Linked DNA regions of Zea mays: region 2 is linked to region 1. A link is a contact called in public Hi-C data. All regions are on one chromosome and are shown on one strand. The core of a region is the stretch at or near the end of the contact, and the rest is flanking DNA. Distances in the headings are between cores, read along the strand shown. Region 1 holds the start of LOC100276878. Region 2 holds the start of LOC103650524 (dof zinc finger protein DOF5.1-like).

Region 1 (3,909 bases), core at 535-3,034:
TATCTCCGTATACAGTAGATATAAGAAATAAAAATAATATTAATATTGTATGGTAGTTGAGTTAGTTGATGAAGAAAGTATATAATATTGTTGTGGTGGGGTATAGAGGATTGATATAGGGGGAACCGTTGTAGAGTGTGGAGAAATAGGGGGAGAGATAACGCTGACGTGGCACGTGAGTGAGATATAGGGGGATAAATTTAGGGGGAACCGTTGAAGTCAGTCTGAAGCCGCACGGCGTCGATGCGTCAGCCCGTCAGTACTTGTTTGGGGCCAGCATTATGCGTCGTCATGATTGATCACTAGTGTTAGGCATCAAGGCTCCAAGGCTGTCATAAGCTAGAATCAGATTCCCGTTCCCATGGCTAGGAGTTGAGTTTGTTCAGCTCAGTGTGGACGATGATCACATTTGCAGCTTGTCTTGTCACTTCACTCTCTGAATGAAGAGAAAAAAAAACAAATGGCTAACTATGATCTTTTAGACATAGTTTTAGGCCTAGTTTAGGAACTACAATTTATCAAGGGAATTTCATTAAGGAAATTATTTTATATTCCCTTGGAAAAATAAAAATCACATGAAAAAAATGGAGTTCCTAAACTAGGACTTAGAAGTGAAATCTGCCTGGCTTCTTCTAATCTAATGCTAATAATGAACAATTTCACACCGGAGAACCAATGAATCGCACAACAAACACGGATCTCAATCCAAAACGAAACTGCCGCATTCAGAAAACCAACGCACACAACCACGAGGAAAAAACACAAAGAAATTATTCACAGTTCGTCACAAGCCGTCAATGCACGACGCCCACCTGCGCGGCGGCGGCGGCGACGTCGATGCTCCTCTGTCCCGGCAGCGCGAGCATGGCGGTGTGGTCGAGGAAGTCCTTGAGGCGGGCGACGGCCTCGACGACGGCGCGGAGCTCGTCGGCGCGCGCGAACCCGCGCGCGCCGGCGGCGCGGACGGCGTACACGTAGAAGGTGAGGCAGCCCTTGCGGAACTTGAAGCGCGCCATCTCGGGCGCCCCCGGCGCGGCGCGGAGGAGGCGGCGCCCGACGTCGCCGAGCGGGACCACGCCCGGCCACGCGGCGTCCGCCGCGGCCTTCATGGCGGCGGACTCGAACACGAACACGGCGGCCTTGGAGTTCCTGGTGCCCAGGCCCAGGGTCAGGGTGTGCCACGCGTGGTGCGCCAGGATGGCGAAGCTGGTCGGGATGTAGGCCGTCGTCGTGGGCGCGAACGACAGCGGGTCCGCCGCGGCGGGGGCGGCGGCGGGGGAGGGGGAGGCGCGGAGGAGGTGCGGGAGCTCCAGCGGCGATGCGCGGCGCACGGTGAGCGCCCGCGTCACGAGCTGCGCGCCGAAGCGGAGGCCCTTGACGTCCGCGCACGGCGTGAAGTGCGCGTCCAGGGTTCCCGGCGCCGGCGCGGGCGCGGCCTTGGACTTGTTCGACGCCGCCCCGTCGTGGCTGCTCTTGGACTTGGACTTGGACCTGCTCTTTGACGCCTTGGGCTCCGCCATTGCCGACAGTGGCTGGTCCTCTGGTCGCCGACTGTGCTATTCTATTCGTGCTCTGCTGCGGAGGGGCAGAGGGAGAGGTTTGCTCGGAGAGTAGGAGCTTGAAGGCGTCAAGAAGAGACGAAGAGGGAACAGGGTAGCTGGAACAAGGTGGGGGTTGGTCAGAGCAGTTAAGGGGGAGAGAGAGGGCGCGCGCGGAAGGTTCCTCACTTCGTCTCCACATTTTTACCAGATCGGTCGTATAAAACACTGTACACCCGAGTATTGTTTACTGAGTAAAATATAAAATAAGATAGGATGGCTTCTGGAGACCTTATTATATGAACATAGTTTTTTCCTTCAAAGAATATTAGACATATCAATTCTTAAGAAAACTAAACCTTTTCAAATTTAAGGCCGACTCCAGCAAGGATCTGTAAAGCGTTCTCTACGTTAAATTTAGCAGATGCAACCGTGTGCAATGCCTCCAACAAGGATCGCTAAAGGAGACTGTAAAATTTAGAGCTCGCCAAGAATTATCTAAACGTAGCGGACGAAGAAGCGTCCTCTATAGCTGACATCTGCATCAATGTCAGTGTACTTGTGTCCTTCTTATACTAAAAAACGATTACAACTGTACTAAATGTGATGGGTACATGCTACCAGACATGTACGATCACCACTATACATAACATGATGTCTTATGAAATTATTTTTTTATAGGTGAAACACAATGCAAAATTCGAAGTTTGATAATACTGTAGATATAGAGGACTAAATATAGAGGACGTTGCTGGAGATGAAGAAAATATAGAGGATAAAATCTTTTAGAGTGTTCTGTAAAGGACAGAGAATATTCCTTTAGGGATGGAATTTAGGGGACGCTGCTGAAGACAGCCTAAGGCTGGCTCTAGCAAGGACCGCTAAAGGCTCCTCTACCCTAAATTTAGAGGATTAAACGGTGTTCTACGCTATTCAGCAACGTCCTCTAAATTTAGAAAATGTTGTTGTATTCTCTATATATAGAGTTCCTCTAAACAGTCATTCATCCATTTAAATACTTTAAATAACCGGTTTAGCAAAACTAAAATATGTACAACATATTTAAGAGTACGACAAATACATATGTACAAAAAATAAAAAAATATCTCTAATATAGATATTTGCGTATAGAGGACGTGATTTAGAGGACGTTGTTGGAGAGGAAGGATATATACTGCATGATTGGTTACCTGGACGCGCGCATCCGGACTCTCCCTATGCGGTGACGGGCACTGTTTGGTTACCTGCTTACGCGAAGGCCAGGGCTGCATCCGCCCGTGCAGTATAGGTCAAAATACTGCATGCGTGGGTACGCAGTATGGATACCGGTTCCAGTGGACCAAGCTCAAATGAGCGAGGATACGCTTGACCACGCAACCAATTAGAGCCATAGAGAATGAAATCTTTTAGATATAAAATATTGATATATAGGACGTTATTAGAGACACCCTAACCAATCATATAACTTTTTTTTCTTTTCTTTTTCTTCCTCCTCTGTTCCTGTCGCAGAGGATCACTGTACTGTACTGTACTGTACTGTGGCAGATTCCCAGTGCCCAGCAATCTGATGCCTGTAGGAGTAGCCTCACACAGCCCACATGACCCGGCTTCATCAATCAGAATTCAGAACGACTCGCCGTATCACATCCTGGTTTCTGCAGCTGCAGGCTGTAACTAGACATACATACCGTACCTGCACCGCGCCCAGATCTGGGGCGTGCAGATTTGGACAAAAAAAACGAGGGTAATCGAGCAAGCAGAGCAGCATTGTCTGTCATGTGCGGCAGGGCCTCTGCCATGTGCCGCTGCTGGCCTGCTGTACGTCGCGATCGTCAGGGCCCCTATGCCTTCATGTGAGCTACTACTACTACTACTGGCGGCTAGCGCATCCCCATGACGCATCATCACTGACTGCATGGAGATGATAGCCGTGTCGCATCACACCATGGTTCTGATGATGATCAGCTGCAGATGGCATGGTGGCCGCTACTTTTATTGCTGTATGTTCCTCCTCCTAGGTTCAGAGTGGGCGCGTTAGCAGGCTACAGCTTCCTTTCGCTGTAGCAGCAACAACAATTTAACACAGCAAAGCCGGTACCCGGAACCCCGTAGCATCAGGGAAGGTAGCGCTGCGGCCTATATAATTGAATTGAATTTAGTTGATCCCCCTGTAAGAAGTGGGACCCTTATAGATAGGATAGACATAGAAAGTCGGTGTCTATGGCCTTTTTTTACTGAAAAAATAAATAAATATTGCTAATATTAAATCTATATGTATAATAAATCTATTTACAAGCATAAATATTGCTAATATTGTTACCATGGTAATTAAATTTAATAAAATTTAGTACATATAAATTATATGGCGATA
Region 2 (3,909 bases), core at 674-3,173, 320 kb before region 1:
CTCCGGGTGGAGCGTAAAAACCTTAAGTTTTGAGCATAAAATCCCTCATTATAAGCGTAAATACCGAGTCAATTAGAGGTTGATAGCTTTAGTAGGTTGTTATTACGATCCTATTTTTATGACAGATCCGAAAAATATGGCAGCCGCATGCATGCGGTTTCTATTTTTATACAGATCCAAAAATTATGGCAAAATCGTGGGAGTTTTTCATTGCATGCGCGCAAATTACGAACCGCATAAATCAAGGAATTGCCTTTCGAATGTGCATGCAGTAAACTGATATACGAACTCTGTGTTCAAGCATAAAATCGTACAATTTTTAGCGTAAATAATACATGTGGTAGGCATAAAACACAATAATCGAAAAGAAAACTGCGCCGGATCGGAGGATGTCACGCAGCGATCTGCGCGTATCTCGCTCCTTCCGTGACGTCGCTCGCTCGAACATCGTGCCTCATGCGTCGCCGTCGCTCGCACGTCGATGGGCGTCGCTTGCTCGCCGGCCTTGGAAGTGCCGCCTCCTCGGGGCTTCGGGGATGCCGCCGCTTGCCCGCACAAGAGCCCCGCTGTCGCTCGCCCTCTGGATCGGGGAACCGCCGCCATTACTCCGGATCGAGGAACCTCCGCCACCGTGCGTCGAGGTAATGGAGTTGCGGCCACCGGCCTGAGAACCGCCGCTATCGCATAAGGGCACTGCCGTCGCTCGCCCTCTGGATCGGGGCCCGCCGCCGCGGGCCTGGGAACCGCCGCCACCGCATGTCGAGGTCGGGGAGCCGCGGCCACCGCAGCCACCGGCCGGGGGTCCACCGCCGCGCGCGCTATCGGGCAACCGCCGTCGCTAATGAATCGAATATGACGTGTAAAACTGAACCCTAGCACTACAGATTTTCTTTTATAAACGTCTGGACCTGGTCCGGTTCGACCGGATTGCACTGTCTGGCCTGGGCTTTCTTTAGTTATTGGAAGCCCAGGGCTCCTAATATACAATATATATATATATATATATATATAGCAAAATTGGTTCTCGTTTTTTAGACGAGGTATTAGAAGAGGTAGCTATTATATTAGATCTATTAAGAGATTAAACTAGAGGTTTTTAGAGAGATCAAGGTAGAACTCTCTGATGCTTTGGAGAGCACTTTTGTACACAAATCTCTGGTGCTTTGAGATTAGTGCAGTAACATTATTTCTCTATTTGTTGATTATTAGTTATGTTCTTTGTTTTGATTATAGATTGAATCTTTGTTTTCAAGTGTCACTGATGTTTTGATTCATCTAGTCCAATACTAAGGCATGCATTTTACTGGTCTACAAAGTTTGAGATACCATTCTTTTCTGATTATTATTTAATTTCGAAATTAGATCTGGAGCGGCGATCTTGTTTCGTTAATAACTTTAGATCCTGAAGTCCGATTGTCGTGATTTCAGTCGTTTTAGATTTATGATTTTATCTAGTTTAATCGATTAAATTTTGAGAACGATCGGAGTTACGGATTTTGGCCAGCAACGTTTTTTTAACGTGACAGCAATCTGTTCGGAACTATAAAACTGCAATATTTTGGTTTTGTGATTAAGAGAAGCTGAGATAAATAGTTTTAAGCTTCCGCAATTGTTCACCTCCTCTGAATGCCTTGCCTATTCTAGCGCCATCCGATCCTACAATATGAGAAATCTACTTTGAGTATTTAGATCTGGTTATGATAAGTATATTTAATTTAATGATGGATTTATACAAGAACACAATAATTCTTCCTCTACCAGCTCGGTGTGGGCCCCAGAGAAGGAACACTTGGGTCGCGAAGCTCAGGCCGCAGGCAGCGTACCAAGAGCAGACCAGCTCGCTTTCGCTTTCGCTTTGTTTTGGCTTTTGGTGGGTGTATAAATACGGGGCAGCAGCAGCACCATCTCGCCTCCTCGCGTCCGATCCATCCCCAGTCCACCCCATTCCATTGCGTGCTGGAGCCCTTCCCAGCTTTCTCTGGTGGCGCCGCCCATGTCCCCTCCTGCACACTGATTGAGCTCTTCATTCTTCTCCCTCTTCTCTCTCTCTTTCTCCTACTGTTAGCTACTAGCCATACCTAGGGTTTGTCACGGCCTTCTCAGTTTTTGAGCCATCACCTTTTATTCTCTCTCTCTCCCTCTCTCTCTCTCATGACCCAAGACACATCCATCCAGCCATCCGCGCTAGCTCTCTAGCTAGCTATCCTCATCAGCACCATCTGTCTCTTGCTGTCTCGCAGCACTGTTCTTAGCTGCAGGTAGCTCCAGCTCGATCGTTCGTTCTCTCTTAGCAGCTAAGGAAGGCCACATAAATTATAAAAGGCAGCCCTTGAGGGCAGGCGCAAGGAAAGCTGTGGTTTCCATCTCCTCACACCCTTCTCCATCGTTCTCCCTCCCCAAGAGTCACGGTCAGTAAAAGGAACGAAAGAGGCCGAGTCGTTCTCTTAACTTCGCCACCGCACCCGCCATCATGGTGTTCTCCTCGCTCCCGATCTTCCTTGACCCTCCCAATTGGGGCCAGGTGGTTGATTTATCCTATTACTCTTCTTTTTTTAATTAATTTCGTCGTGTATCTGTTTCCTTCTTGTTATTTAAGAGTGAATCCTGGGGTATTTTTCCCCTGATACGAACAATGAACTTCAAACTTTGGTTGGTTCACCGCAAAATTTGCAAGTTTGTTTACTGTGCCTTCGTTCATGTCTGATTGAACTTAGACACAAAAGGAAAGGCATCATTCTAGGCATGCATGTTCTTGAATCTTGAATATACCGTGCGTTGAATTCCAGTCTTTATTATAATTGATTCGCTATACATGCATACAGATGCATATGCAGCAGCAGCAACCACTCCAGTGTCTCCTCGACGGCGGTGCTGGCAGCGACCACCACCACCTGATGCCTCCGCCGTCCTGCCTGGCGCCGCTGCGCGGAGGTCCTGCTGACACGGCGGCGAGCGCTCCAGCGGGAGGCGGCTCGTCCACCTCGGTGCCGACGACGGCGGGAGCAGGGGCAGGGGCGGGGGCGACGCAGCCTCGCCCCGTCGTGTCGATGGCGGAGCGCGCCAGGCTCGTGCGCGTGCCGCTCCCGGAGCCCGGCACGCTCCGCTGCCCGCGCTGCGACTCCGCCAACACCAAGTTCTGCTACTTTAACAACTACTCGCTCTCGCAGCCGCGCCACTTCTGCAAGGCGTGCCGCCGCTACTGGACCCGCGGCGGCGCGCTCCGCAACGTGCCCGTCGGCGGCGGGTGCAGGCGCAACACCAAGCGCTCCAGCAAGAAGTCCTCCCGCGGTGGCGGCGCGGGCGCCACGGCGGCCACCTCCTCGTCCTCCACCACCTCCACCTCCACCACGGCCACCACCACCACGACGAGCGCGGCCATGGCGGCGGCCGAGGCCATCGCCAGCATGCAGGCGCAGCTGCCCCACCTCGGCCTCCCGCCCGCAGCGGCCGCCGCCGCGCTCGAGGCCTCGCTGGAGGGCTACCACCACCACTACCTCCCGCTCCAGATGCAGCCGCAGTTCCTGCAGCAGGCTGGCCTGCACGGCTACCATTTCGCCGACGACGGCAGCGGCGTCCTCGCAGACGGGTTCCCGAGGGGCGTCGTTGCCTCGGGCCTTCTCGCGCAGCTCGCCGCGGTGAAGATGGAGGAGCACAGCAGCAACGGCGGAGGTGCCGTCACGGCGCATCAACAAGAGCAGTCGTACTCGTACTGGCCCGGCAGCACCGGCGGTGGCAGTGGGTGGCCGGCGGAGTTCTTGTCGGGGTTCAGCTCGTCGTCGTCGGGGAATGTGTTGTGAGTTGCATGTGGCCGTCCAGGTCCAGCTGGGGATAAATATGCATACATGCATTCTGACGAAGCTGAACTAGCTCACTCTCCTCAGTTAGTTTATGTGGTTTGGAACTTAATTG

Evidence for each region. A called contact is a pair of places that touch in the nucleus more often than the background predicts.
Region 2: a contact with region 1 is called in a Hi-C map of bundle sheath, with 4 times the contacts expected there. The contact joins the promoter of LOC103650524 here to the promoter of LOC100276878 in region 1. A contact is called at or near these places in 2 of 25 Hi-C or Micro-C datasets (bundle sheath and tassel).

What each region holds. Positions count from the first base shown.
Region 1 is chr3:127,382,861-127,386,769 of Zm-B73-REFERENCE-NAM-5.0, reverse strand. LOC100276878 reads right to left here and starts at 1,784. Exons shown (of 1, transcript NM_001320293.1): 1 at 680-1,784. The coding sequence starts at 1,520. The coding sequence ends at 795.
Region 2 is chr3:127,706,892-127,710,800 of Zm-B73-REFERENCE-NAM-5.0, reverse strand. It overlaps LOC103650524 (dof zinc finger protein DOF5.1-like), which reads left to right and starts at 1,923. Exons shown (of 2, transcript NM_001346839.1): 1 at 1,923-2,521; 2 at 2,823-3,909. The coding sequence starts at 2,471. The coding sequence ends at 3,797.